Regions from separate parts of the Mus musculus genome. Here region 2 is linked to region 1. The links are chromatin contacts, called in public Hi-C maps. All regions are on one chromosome and are shown on one strand. The core of a region is the stretch at or near the end of the contact, and the rest is flanking DNA. Distances in the headings are between cores, read along the strand shown. Region 1 has its middle 18 kb from the start of Ogdhl. Region 2 has its middle 22 kb from the start of Ercc6.

The links. Hi-C and Micro-C count contacts between places; a contact is called where the count stands out from the background.
Region 2: a contact with region 1 is called in a Hi-C map of pancreatic cancer cells, with 2.2 times the contacts expected there. The contact joins two enhancer-like sites. A contact is called at or near these places in 15 of 39 promoter capture datasets (the 3T3-L1 cell line, the C10 cell line, the HPC-7 cell line and 8 more), 5 of 15 datasets of contacts at CTCF or cohesin (embryonic stem cells, large pre-B cells, pro-B cells and 1 more), 87 of 484 Hi-C or Micro-C datasets (3T3-L1-derived adipocytes, the 63-12 cell line, the AML12 cell line and 55 more), 9 of 115 datasets of contacts at active chromatin or transcription factors (astrocytes, embryonic stem cells, epiblast stem cells and 2 more) and 1 of 9 other capture datasets (embryonic stem cells).

Annotation. Positions count from the first base shown.
Region 1 is chr14:32,300,583-32,307,471 of GRCm38.p6, reverse strand. No RefSeq gene overlaps it. Among named protein-coding and RNA genes, the nearest start is that of Ogdhl, 18 kb to the left of the region's middle. Within about 2 kb of position 2,426, at least 34 of the 459 cell types and tissues checked have an H3K27ac peak or open chromatin away from gene starts, as enhancers often do. A contact at or near this core is called in pancreatic cancer cells, where this site is marked.
Region 2 is chr14:32,488,451-32,495,339 of GRCm38.p6, reverse strand. No RefSeq gene overlaps it. Among named protein-coding and RNA genes, the nearest start is that of Ercc6, 22 kb to the left of the region's middle. Within about 2 kb of position 2,624, at least 40 of the 459 cell types and tissues checked have an H3K27ac peak or open chromatin away from gene starts, as enhancers often do. A contact at or near this core is called in pancreatic cancer cells, where this site is marked.

The DNA of each region.
Region 1 (6,889 bases), core at 1,177-3,676:
AATCAGAAGGAACCCTCTAGAATTCTACCGAATCCCAGGATCTTCACATAGGTACAATCTCAAGATCGCCTCTCCTTGTGTCCGCCTGGGCCCACTGTTCAATGGCCCTGTGGCTGGGGCACACACCTGTTCCAGTGATAATGATGTTAGACCCTGAGCATCTTCCCTCCCACTTATAGCATGGAGAATTCTGACCATTCTGTGATTCCCAGAAGCCTCTGCATGCAGGTGTCCGTTCTATTGTCTGTGATCCTCAGGGCTAGAAGACCACATTTTCTGAAGGTGAGCTTGCCCCTGTACCAGTTGTGGCCATTGAGGACAAGACCCTGGCATTGGCCATTTTCCTCCACAAACTCCCTTTACCTGGAAAAAAAAATGTATTATATGTATTGTTTTTATGTCTGTAGTTAGCATATACTCATTGTAATGGTGATGGGACTCATAAAGACATTTACATTCAAGCTTGCTGTGTATCCCGACCATATCACTGGACAGCTCTCCTCCGTTCTCCTCCCCCACTCTCCCTTCTACTTTTATGTATTTCATAGATTTGTGATCGCTACATTGGAAGAAACAGTTTAAAGGGGTTTTAGTTGATCTGTAGCTAACTATTATTCCTTCTCAAGTCAAACGTCTTAATTTTTTAATTGGGCTGTGGTTTCTATTCAGGTAAGCACATAAACCTACACATAGAGATGAAAGTGTCCCGTGGCACACACTCATGCATGTGTGTGTAAACATGTAAATAATTCCGAGGATCCTGGAGAGATTGCTGTGCTGCCTCTCTGTTAATCAGTGCTCCCCAGAGGCAGCCACAGTCCCACTGCTCACCACACACCAAGTTTGATTGTTTTCAAACTGCAGAAATGGAGCAACACCGCAGAGCTCTGCCCATGAATGCCCAACCCCTCAGGCGCTCAAGTCCCTTATATACAAGGGACATTATTTACATATAACTCTGGGCTAGGGATGTAGCTTAGTGATCCAGCACATGCCTAACACAAAGCCCTGGGTTCTAGTTCCAGTATGTAGATCCCCTCAGCCCCATACACATACCGCATAGACATAGCCTTCTGCACCAGGTAAGCCATCTCTAGATTGCTATTGATGCTTACTGCAAAGAGCTATTATACTGCATCTAGAGAATAATGACAAAGAAAAAATCTGTATGTATCAGTACAACAGAAGGATAAAGGTGTATGACTGCCCTATAAGCCAATTAAGATCTGATCACTCTGCTGTCAGGTGGGTGCATGAAACCAAACTCAGGTCCTCTGCAAGAACAGCAAGTACTCATAGCCATAAAGCCATCTCTCCAGGTCCCACAATCGCTTCTTTAATGGTTGTTTTCTAATCAAGTTTGGTTGAAGCCATCGGTGTTGAGTCCACAGGCAGAGACAAGCTCTTGTGTTCGGCTCTTCCCAGGCAGTGCTATGTCTATAGCTTATATTGTCACTATGTCTAAAGCTTACATTGTCATTCATCTGCATGGCTCCCTCTCACTGCTCGTAGTGATGCATTGCAGGGATGTACAACATTATTTTTGCCTTTTCTACTCTAGATGGAATTTTCGTTCTTTAATATTGTAAATAATGGATCTACGGCATTATAGTGCATATCTATTAGGGTGTAGTATGAGTCATGTCTATTAGACACATATCTGTGAGTTAGGTCTTGGAGCATCGTAGATACCACAAGAAGCTTGATGAAAATGGATGCACTAGTTTACAATTGTATTCTGCTTCTTTATTTCTTTGTATAAATTTCCTGTTCATTTTAAAGTGTGTGTGTGTGTGTGTGAGTGTGTGTGTGCACATGCGCGCATGCGTGCACAAGCACAAAAGAGTGCAAAGCAGAACAGAATTCTAGCCTCACCAAAGCATTAGCCAAGCATTATCCAGAAAGCAGGTCACTGTATTTCCTCATTTGTCTCACAAAAGAAGGATGGAGGAGGCAGGTGGTCAAATGACACCCTCCTACATAAAGCTGTCCCCTCCACAGTGAGACTATACCGAGCTTGTCACCTTTAAACTGTTGGAAGCCCACAGCCAATCAATGCCATGCTCTTTATTGCAGAAAAGGAGCCAGGATACAAGAGATGCTGGAAGACTTAAGTGTAAAGCTCAGCCCTGTCACTGAGTCACCCGGGTCACTTCCTGGCATGAAATCAAGGCATAAGCCCCATCAGAAATACCTGCTGTGCCCGTGGAGGGGGATAAAGGTGTGTAACTGTCCTACACGCTGCTGTTTTCAGTCATTGTGATCTGAACACTCCTGTTATGAGTGGGCGGCGACTGCGCAGTGGCTTTTGTTTTGATGAACTGTGCTTTTCTTTGCCATTCCTGAGACTAGCGTAGTCTCCCTGACTCTGAAGACCAGCAACAATTTATGATATGTGTGAGTCATCGTGGGAGAGTTACAGAGGAAGAGCAGAAGTCACCCTTGGGTCACAGTCCAATAGCATTCAAAGGGATGAGCAAAGCCTGCGGTGACTGCTGGAGCAGTCTGGATGCAAATCTGTATGCTACCCAAATGCCAAAGGCTCTCCTTGTCCCGACCGGCTGGTGCTGGCTTTACTGAGACTGTGTCATATGCTCTGCTGAGGACATAGTGCCTGCTTGTGACTTCTCATGGTCTGCATAATAGAGACAGGTAAATGGGAAAGGAAGTTTCAAGTTGATGTCAGGTCTGACGGCAAGTGCAGGGCTCAGGGACTGAGAAACAAGAATCTCATCGCCTGTGATTAAAACCCACAGAACACCAGGCAAGAGAAACAAGAAAGAACAGTTGGCCTTCAGTGAAACTAGAGATGATACACTTGGAACAATAAAAATGACCCCGCTTCAGGCTGGAGTTGTACATCAGTGGTGGAGCGATTACCCACCTAGCAGGGCAAGCACCGGGGCACCATCCCCAGCAGGGAGAAAAAAGTTTTCACAACGACATCAGACATTTACACAAGGGTCTAGTCCTTAAACCTAAGTTGAAAAGCCTTTCTACAAGCAAGGACTGACTTCTGATTCTAGTTTAGTTGCTCTCTCTGCTTGTGAGGCCCCAGCAGGCCTGCTGGTTTCTTTAGGATCTATTTTCCCATGTAGAGGCAGAGGTAGAGGTAGAGATAGAGGTAGAGGTAGAGGTAGAGGTAGAGGTAGAGGTAGAGGTAGAGGTAGAGGTAGAGGTAGAGGTAGAGGTAGAGGTAGAGGTAGAGGTAGAGGTAGAGGTAGGGGGTGTGGAAAGATGGCTTAGTTGGTAAGAGTACTGGCTGCTCCTGTACAAGACCAGAGTTTGATTTTCAGCACCCACATCAGATGACTCAACTGCCTGCAACTCTAGCTACAGGGGATCTGACAGCCTCTTCAGCCTCCAGGAGCACTCTCTCACACGCACACTTGTACATACACACATGCACACAATTTTTTTTTAAAAAACCTTAAAAAGCAAAAACAGATTTCTCCAAGCTTTATAAGGTCTCAAACTCGGTCTGAGCTACAGTCCTTCAAACGCTCCCAGAGGCCACCTCCACGGCGTGACATTTATCACCTTCTAATGAGCACTCTGCTCCTGTGTCCTGGGTTCTGGATCTGCAGACTCACCAACTGTCAATCAAAAGCACTCCGAATGGCTGCATCATTGGCTCTGTGGTCAGCCCTGGGAACCAGAGATTAAAAGGCTATCAGAGCCGGGCAGTGGTGGCGCATGCCTTTAATCCCAGCACTCGGGAGGTAGAGGCAGGTGGATTTCTGAGTTTGAGGCCAGCCTGGTCTACAAAGTGAGTTCCAGGACAGCCAAGAAACCCTGTCTCAAAAAACCAAAAAAAAAAAAAAAAAAAAGTCCGACAGAGTTTCTGTTGAAGCACACAGGTGAGAAGAAAGGTATCGTTTCATCACCCAAAATATGGCAGTGGCATATTTTGTGCAAGAGACTGTTAGAAATGCAGCCTGAGGCTTGAGATGAGAACCTGGTTTTTGTGTTCTAGACACATTGCTCCTCATGGTGCAGGACTGTGGGAAGATTGGGGTCGATAGAAGGCTGTCCATGTCTGAGGTCAGGGAAGGCGTCCCCAGGGAAGCCACCCCTGGATAGTCTTGTAAGATGCCTGGGAACTTACTGGTTTGAGACAGAGAGAAAGGAGACCCTAAGCAGGGGAAGGGGCCGCGTGAGACTGGAGAGTATGGAGAGAAGAGCTGGCTTTTGAACCTATCTATCTACTATATTAAGGAATTTAAGTTTCTTTCCTTTCCTGAGCGCAGGCCAGGCAGCGCATGACCGATGTGCTAATGACCTGGTTCAGAGTGGAATTATGTTTTCAAGGAAGAAAAAAAAAATCAGTAAAGACCAGTTCCCTCCAGGTTTGCTCCAGCAGGTGGAAAGGTCTGAGACTTTGAAGGGAAACACACACACACACACACACACACACTCCAACACAAGGCAAGGAAAATGAGAAAGGCCTAAACATTATGATAAAATACAGTGGTAATTTTTCTTGGAGGCAAAGTAGCAACTGTTTAACCCTTCTCACAGATTGAAAAGCAGAGCAGACAGAGGCCTGTCTAGCACTAGCTGGAATCAGTTCTGATGTGAGACTCAAGGTCAGTTCTGGTGTGTGTAAGGCAGTGGCCTGCACCCTGGATGCTGTCTGAGTGTGAGTTCCCTCCCCGTGCAGGTCCAGGACTTCGTTCATCCCCTGGCTGGATAGATCCTCTCATTGTTGAGCTAGAGGAAGCCAGGGGTTTTAAAGAAAGGCAGAGGACATTAGTCATGTTCTGCTATTATAGCACTATTGATTTCCTAAGTACGTGTCTCTGTGTGGAATAATACAGCCATCCAGTCCAGCATGGGTAACTCAGAGACTGCCCTTCTGAGAGATTAACGACCAACACCTGCCTGAGCCTCACTGCAGCACACCCTTGTCGGGCTGAGGAAAGCTTATATAATCCCTCAAGACTTAATGGCTTCGCCCGCTCTTGGTTCCTTGCTTTTAGTTGACTTTTTAAGCCATCCATTTATAGGGTAGATTAATACCACTGAGCTGTGAGGTTGGTGAAGATAGATTGCCCACACGGAGACTCCGCCTACTTCCTAGCCTCCAGTCACCTTCCCACACCTCTGCCAGTGAGTATCCCTAGGTTCCCTCCTTAGGGAGGAGAATTCAGATGCACTGTCCCACCTGCCCATGGAGCCTCTTTGTGAGAAAATGCTGTTCTCCAAAACTGGCCATGGCAGTGATCTGGGCATGTGCATAGTGGGCAAACTATAGACTTCCCAGGGGCAATTCAGCCATCGGGAGAAGTAGGAACAGTGATTATGGACTAAAAAGTGGAGTGTTTGTCATTAGGACGAAAGTTCACTGCAGTGTGCACAAGGACAAAAAGAGAGAGGAAAGGGGGAAGGAAAAGTGGTTGGAAAAGAGGAGGCTAGATGCTGGCTCCTCCCCCGACTCTCAGTACTGTTAGTACGTGTAGTACCTTTAAGGTCCTTTGTCCAGGGCGCATGGCTTGCATGGTGGTCCCTCTCTTTGACATGGGGGCTGAGCAATGCTATCCCTTTCTATGGAAGGAATATCTGGATTGGCAGGGTTCTGGGGACCACGTGGCTGTGTGTGGCTCTGGATCAAATGCGAAGAACAAAGCTGCTTTTGTATGCATTTAAAACAATTAACTAAGAGAAACAGAGGTCAGAGTGACATCGAAAACATCCCGAGTTCCAGGAAGGGAACATTCTGGTACAGATGAATTAGTGACGCATCGGGGTCAGGAAACCTAACGCATACCAAGCAGAAGAGATGAAAAGGGAACCAAACGAATTGTAGAGCAGCAGGACCTGACGGGCAGAGGGGCCGGGCTTCTCATAACAAGGCCAATGCTACCAGAGCCGGGATTTTGACTTCTGAAGGATTTTCTCTTGTAAACATGCTATATTGAGAGGCTATGACATCGTGTTCTAATTAAAGCAGTTTTTAAAGTTCTTTAAAGCAGAGTCTTATTTCTTATTTTCTTTTATTTGTATGCAGTAGCTAGCCCTTCCAGTATTGAAAGGGAGCATACTCGTCGTCTTCCTGACCATACCAGAAAGGCTTTTAGTCCCTCCCACTGAATATCACCTAACACTTTTTGTGTATGTTACCAAGGTAGGAACCTTCCCGTCTAGTCCTAGTTTCCCGAAGGTTTAAATCGTGAACGGAAACTGGATTTTCCCGGATGCCTTTTCTGTGTCTATTGATGTGATGGTATTTTCCTCCTTCTGGCAGCGCTAGAGACCAAACTCAGGGCCCCGCAATATGGAAGGCTATATGCCCCGCCTCTATTTTATTTAGACTGTTAATGTGATGGCTTGATTATACGAATTAAAAAAAAAAATACTACCCAGCCTTATATATCTGGGATAGATTCCATTTGGTAATGATGTACATCTAAAATTTATGCTGTTGGACTTAAGTAGCTAACTCTCTGTTCAAAACTTTTACTTTTAAGTCAAGAGATACTGGTCTATAATTTGTTTTCTTTAAAGGTGTTGCTTGGTTTTGTTGTTGAGGGTAGTGTTTACCTTATAGCATGAGCTAGGTGAGTTCCCTTCTACTCTCCAAAACACACTCTCGACAGTTGCTTTAAGACCTTCATTTCATAGGATTCCTTAGGAATCATGGTGTGGGAGCTTTCTGTTTGGAAGGTCATTAGCTACTGATTTACTGATTTCTTCCTGTAATTTGTGGCTGATGCTTTTCAAATATAGGTCCATTTCTTTTAATGTATCAAATTTGTGAGCATTAGGTTCCCAATCCTCGATTATTATATTATGTCTCAGGATATGCAGTGATACCCACTTCTCATTTCCAATAGTAACGATAAAATGTACCTTTTTTTCCCCCCATAGCTGAAACAAAGGCTTATTT
Region 2 (6,889 bases), core at 1,375-3,874, 190 kb before region 1:
GAGAGGCAAATATTTTATTTTTCTTATTTATAAAATATATAGATATGGGATGTCATGCATGTATATTTGACATCAAAGTAGAAGCAAAACTATCCTGGGGAACAAAGGGGACTAACAGAGGAGAGAAAGGGGAGGGAGAGGTGCCCAGAGCTCAGTCTATACAGCTGTATATTTACATTAAAATGTCCCTCTAAAACCCATTACCATGTACAATGAATATATGCTAATCAAAAATATCTTTAAAATAAAAACTCAGAGAAAAGATAGGAAACAGGATGCCCAAGATTTTTATTTTGACTTACCAATTTAAATCAATTTAAAATAACTTTTTAAAAGAAAATAAATGGTGGAATGAGAGGGGTCATTGGGACCGCTGTGCTAGAAACCCCTTTCAGGATTTGCCATGAGCTGCACATGGGAGATGGCTTTGGATCCTGCCGTAGCACAGCCTCCCTCGGTAACACCGTTCCAAGATATTCTAAATTTACATGCTCACAGGATCACTTTTACAGCTAGCATCTATTACTTTCTCAGGAAGGCACCTATCATAGTGTGCATAAGTTTAAAATATGCTTTAGAATAAAGAATTTGGAAAAGATAAGTATGTCAGCGTCACAGCAGAGAATGTAGGGTTACAAATTTCCCAGTGGAGGGCACTGGCCACCTCCTCCCTGTTCTGTGTCTTTAAAGTTGGAGCAATGCATTGCTTTCTTTATCTAGTGGGAATATGCAGGAGATGGGAGCCGACACATGGTAAGGTCCTAGGAAATGGAAAATAAAGGAAAGCTGCTTCTTCTTCTTTAAGGACCATCTTACATCACAGTCATCACCATTGCCGTAAAGGGTCCGAGAGGCAGACACTTGACCTCCCAAGAGCTTACTTCTGAAGTCTGTTAACTAGTCATATTAACTAGTTAGCAGTCATGTTAACTAGCCTGCCACAAGCCCTCCTAGCTGCTGATGGAGCTGCATCAAAAAACCATCACAAATAGAAGACATCACGAGTTGAACATGCGTAGCTAACATACTGAATGAACATCCTAGCTGAGCCACTGAGTGTTCTGAACAGTCTCAGAGGTTTACTCATGCGATGGAGCCTGGCAGCTATGCCCAGAAAGTAAAGAAATACAGGATTGTGCACCGTTAGCTCCAGAAAAAGTCAGCATCAATAGCTGAAGTATAACTTATTGCTTTTGCACTAGGATAAAGCTGAAAATCACTAAATCAGGGACCACCTCGATATGAATTCTTAAGACGATGGCTGGTATAAAGCTATTATAAAATCTGAGTTGTTATTATTGCTACCATCAAAAAAAAAATTCCCATCCCCCCTCAGGCCACTAGAACCAGAATCCCCAGGGATGGCAAGGAAAGGTCCTTAGTTCCCCATTCTCTGGAGAGCTGACACACTCTGAGTGTGACCTCCAGAATCCAGCCCAGGTGGCACATTCTCTGACTCTGCCCTCTAAGAAGGGCCTCTCCCTTATTCATCCACCTCATGGCTTCCCTGGTTTGTCCAAGGTTTCCTGTGTCCTTTGAGCTTCCCGACTGGTCTCCACTGCTCTCTCGGCCTGACTTCCTCTCCAGAATAGTTACCGTCTAGACATGATCATTTTTTCCTCAAAAGTCACCCTTGGACATATCTCACTGGAGAAATACAACATTTCCTTTTGTAACTGGCTGTTCTAGCCCATGAGTCATTGTGGCGAGGACACAGGTTGGAACCCGGAGTTGGGGTACAGAAGCCAGGGGAAACCCCAACTGCATCACCAATATTGGAGAAAAGGATACGAAATCTTCTCAAACAACTCATCAGCCCAGGGAGCGCAGTTTTACTAAAATATTTAAAGTGGGGTTTCTCAGCATATGAGTCACGACCCTTTTGGGGGTCAAACAACCCTTTTACAGGGAGGCATGTAACAGATGTCTTGCATATCAGATATTTGCACTATAATTATGAAGTAGCAACAAAACAACTTTATGGTTGGGGGCCAGCACGATATGAGGAACTGTATTAAAGGGTCGCAGCGTTAGGAAGGTTGAGAGCCACTGATTTAAAGCCTTATGAGGGAGGGCATGAGAACTGGGAATCACAGCCTGTGTGCTGTGTGGTGTTTTCTGACTGATAAAAGAATTTCTGCTTTCGGTCCAGCAGAGAGAAAGCCAGCCTCAGCAAGTTTTCAGAGTGGGAGCAATTTGGAAGTGGTTTGGAAGAGTTCAATTCCCTGCCTAAAGGTCTAAACAAGCTGAAACTGGAGCTTTTTATACAAATGGTTAGAAACGAAAGCAAAAAAAAATTTCATCAAGCAAAGGTATGTGTGCAATACATTGGCCCCTTGGTGTCATTTGAAGTAAATTAATGTGGAGGACCAAAGAAATGGAGTCGGCAGGATGCAACGCTCCAGGGACCTGCCTGCGATTTCGTTCCTATTGTAGCAAAACCGGTGCTCCCAGCGAGGCTTCAGGGAAAACTACAACGTGCTTAAGTAAGATTAATCAGTAAAGCAAGCGTCCACCTAATGAGTCATCTTTGACATCACAAAGCCAGGAAAATATAAGGCTGCAGCCTGGCGGCTGTGTACTCCCAGAAGCCACAAAACCGGAGCCGCCCACATGCGTGGGTGGGTGTGGTCCCTGAGCACACTTGTCTCAGCGAAGACGAGACAGAAAATGACAGCCTCCTGGGTGCTCTTCACTGCAGCGGGAAGAGTAGGGGTGGATACTAAAGCAAGCCTCGGGGGGAGGGGGTCCATGTCTCCTCAGCAGCCCTCCTGGATTTCAAGAAGCTCTGAGGGACTGTGTTTCTATGAGCAAGTGCAGAGTCTAAATAATGGTGTTACACACATGTAATCTCTGCACTCACGAGACTGAGACAGGAAGACTACAAACTTGACATAGTTTTGGAAATACACAGAAGACTCCCAGTCTAAGAAAGAAAGAAAGAAAGAAAGAAAGAAAGAAAGAAAGAAAGAAAGAAAGGAAGGAAGGAAGGAAGGAAGGAAGGAAGGAAGGAAGGAAGGAAGGAAGGAAGGAAAAGAAAGAAAGAAAGAAAGAAAGAAAGAAAGAAAGAAAGAAAGAAAGAAAGAGGAAGGAAGGAAGGTAGGTAGGAAAGGAAGGAAGGAAAGGAAGGAAGGAAAGGAAGGAAGGAAGGAAGGAAGGGAAGGAAGGAAGGAAGAAAGAAAGAGAAAGAAAGAAAGAAAGAAAGAAAGAAAGAAAGAAAGAAAGAAGGAAAGAAAGAAAGAAAGAGAAAAGAAAGAAGAAACAGAAGGGAGGGAGGGAAGGAGGGAGGGACGGAGGGACGGAGGGAGGGAGGAAGGAAATCTCTAACTCTAGGAACCCCAGGAGTCCAGAGCAAGTGAGATCACAGCTTTCTGAACTACATATCCCCAGTCACTTCTCAGTTTTGAAAGTTCTTTAAGCACTGGGCATGCTGCAATCAATGTTCTCTCTGTTGGCACAGTAAACAGTATAGCCCCAAGAGCCCTAACCAGTCCTCCAGGGTTAGCGGTCAGGCTCCCAGGTCCCTTTCACAGATCCTATTGCTATAGACCTGACCCCTAACCCACTATGCCCCTGTCCATGGTCCAACTGGCAGCCCAGCTTCCTCCACACGACCCAAGAGCAGCATCCAGTGTGTTGGTATGTGGTCCCCTGGTTTACCCTGACAGTCCTTGACAAGAATGCCCCATTGTGCTTGCTTTCTCAGGTCACTGTGCACAGGAGGGGCTTCTGGAACTCTTCCTCAGTGTACAAAGAGCAGGGGGGTTGGCAATGTGGCCATGTATTAGTCAGGATTCTCTAGAGTCACAGAACTTATGCAATGTCTCTATCTATTAAGGGAATTTATTGTAATGACTTACAGTCTGCAGTTCAACTAACCCAACAATGGGCAGGTGTAAATGGGAAGTCTAAGAATCTGGTAGTTGCTCTGTTTCACGAGGCTAGGTGTTTCAGCTGGTCTTCTGTATAAGCTGGAATCCTGAAGAAGCAGGTTCCAACAGATGTGCTGGCCAGTAAGTGCAAGCAGGTGAAGAGCGGTGAGTCTTCCTTCTTCCATTGTCCTTGTGTAGGCTTCCAGCAGAACGTCTGGCCCAGAATAAAGGTGTGTGCCACCACACCTGGATTTGGAACTTGCTTAGTCCTAGGCTGGCCTTGAACTCAGAAATCTCCTTGCCTCAATCTCCTGGGATTAAAGGCGTGTACCACCTTGCCTGGGCCTAAGCTTTACATGGCCACCATCTACCAAGATCTTCGTCAAGATCCAGGTCAGAAGCCTGTGTCTTCTAGTCTCAGGATCTGGATCACAAGTGTACCCTCCATTTCTGAATTGTACTTCACTCCAGATGTAGTTAAGTTGACAACCAGGGATAGGCATCACCACAGTCAAACTGGTGTTCTGGATCAGGCACCCCCATGCAGCCTGCCAGTGAGCTGAGAGCTCCTAGCTCCACTTTTCTGTTTCTGTGGCTGTTCACCATGGCCGTTCCACATCTGCACCATTCTGGACACTGAGGTCACAACAGCAAATGACAGCACACAATCCCTGCTCTGTCAGATTGTATTAAATGTAATCAGATCAGACAATGACATACACCAAGATAGAAGTGGTAGAAAACCCTGTGACAGAGGGACCATAGCCACTCAGACAGACAGGAGGAAAACTAGATAGCATGCTGAGTGAAAACTGCTGACAGGTGAAGCTTTTGTTGTTTGTTTGTTTGTTTGTTTGTTTGTGACAGATTTTCTCTGTGTGGCCTTGGCTGTCCTAGAACTCATTCTGTAGACCTTGAGTTGGCCTTGAACTAACAGAGATCTACCTGCCTCTGCCTCTAGAATACTGGAAGTTGTACAACACAACCAGCCAGCAACAGGTAAGTGAAGGCTTGATCACTACGAGGAAGCCAACGGGGGAAGAGTGAATTGTGGGTAGAGAGGAACAGAGGTCACAGTGAATTTAATGCCTATCCCCACAATTTCTAGGAATATATTCCGACACCCTAGAGGGTGCCTGTACATTGAGAATGTCTGCCCTTTTTCTTTTTTTGGTTTTTCGAGACAGGGTTTCTCTGTATAGCCCTGGCTGTCCTAGAACTCACTTTGTAGACCAGGCTGACCTCGAACTCAGAAATCCACCTGCCTCTGCCTCCCAAGTGCTGGGATTAAAGGCGTGCACCACCACGCCTGCTCTGCCCTTTTTCTTACAGCAAGTACTTTATGGATTTTCTTTGAAATATTTGAATTGCCAGCATCAGTGTTCTTGGGCTTTGGGGCCATGCCAACCATGCCAACCATCCTGATCACCGAGATGGCCACTGAATGACTAGCAGATGGGTAGTGGATAACAAAGGAACGAGCTATGTCTGGATGGGGCAGAGTAGTATGACATAAGATTTCATTATGCTCCTCAGAATGGCATGCAACCCATGAATTACAGTTTATTTCTGGAAATTGCTACTTAGTATTTTTGGAGCATGACTGATAGTGAGTAATAAATTTCAGGAAGTAAAACCATGGAGATGGGAAGGCATTGAACCTGAGACCTGGGCGAGATGGGATCACACTCAGTCTTGGGGCTTCTCCAAGTCAAGTTTACTATTGCTGTGATGAAACACTACGACCAAGGCACCTTGGATGGGAAGGGTTTGCCTTATGCTTCCACGCCACTGTTCATCATTGAAGGAAGTCAGGGCAGGATCTGAAACAAGGCAGGATCCTGGAGGCAGGAACTGAGGCAGAGGCCATAGGGGTGCTGCTTACTGCCTTGCTCCCCGTGGCTTACTCAGCCTGCTTTCTTATAGAACCCAGAACTGCCAGCCCAGGGGTAACCCTACCCACAATTGGCTGGGCTCTCCTCTCATTAATTAATAATTAAGAAAGCATCTTACAGGATTGCCTACAGCCCAATCTTATGGAGGCATTTTTTTAATTGAAGATTCCCTCCTCTCAGATGACCATACCTTAGGTCAAGTTGGCATAAAACTAGAGTCCTTCTTGTTTGAATATTCTCCTAGACTTAATAGAAAAGCACTGGATGGTTTGGTAAGAGGGATACTATATTTTGATTTTGGAACCTCACACCCCACCACCACCACACCACGCCTGCCCACCTGCCAGAGCATGAGTGGGTGATAGGGGAGCAGCTGGAAGTGAAGCCAGCTGTTTTTGAGGCTACCTGAAGGCACTGTGAGCCTCTATTCCAAATAGCCAAGGATTTACAGAAGAAAAAGCAGCAGTTCCTTTATAAAGCACAGTGTGTGTGTGTGGTGGGGGGAACCAGGCATCGGGCAATAGGAAACAGCCAATGGGGCACGCCCAGATGGATGAGAGGAAAATGGAAAGGCAAATGGACAGCTGAGAAATGTCCTTTCGTTAGCCAGAATATCTCCCCCAAAGATGCAGAGAGCAAGTGTTGACAAAGGGGGAGTTGAGGTAAACAAAGCTCATTAGCTGCCAGGAGCATACATCTGTGACACGGGCGGCTACCAGCAACTCTGCACAGATGTCTAAGCAGTGTTTCGGTCACTGGTCACTTAGAAAAGAGGAAGCAGGATGCAAGCAATATTTTAAAAAGATAAAACAGCTCCATCACTTCCAAGGGCCTCTACCGCTTCACGTGTTTTTTTTTTTTTAATTTTTTATTAGGTATTTTCTTCATTTACATTTCAAATGCTATCCCAAAAGTCCCCTATACCCCCCCTGCCCTGCTCCCCTACCCACTCACTCCCACTTCTTGGCCCTGGTGTTCCCCTGTACTGGGGCATATAAAGTTTGCTAGACCAAGGGGCCTCTCTTCCCAATGATGACCAACTAGGCCATCTTCTGCTACAGAAGAGCAGCTAGAGACACGAGCTCTGGGGGTACTGATTAGTTCATATTGTTGTTCCACCTA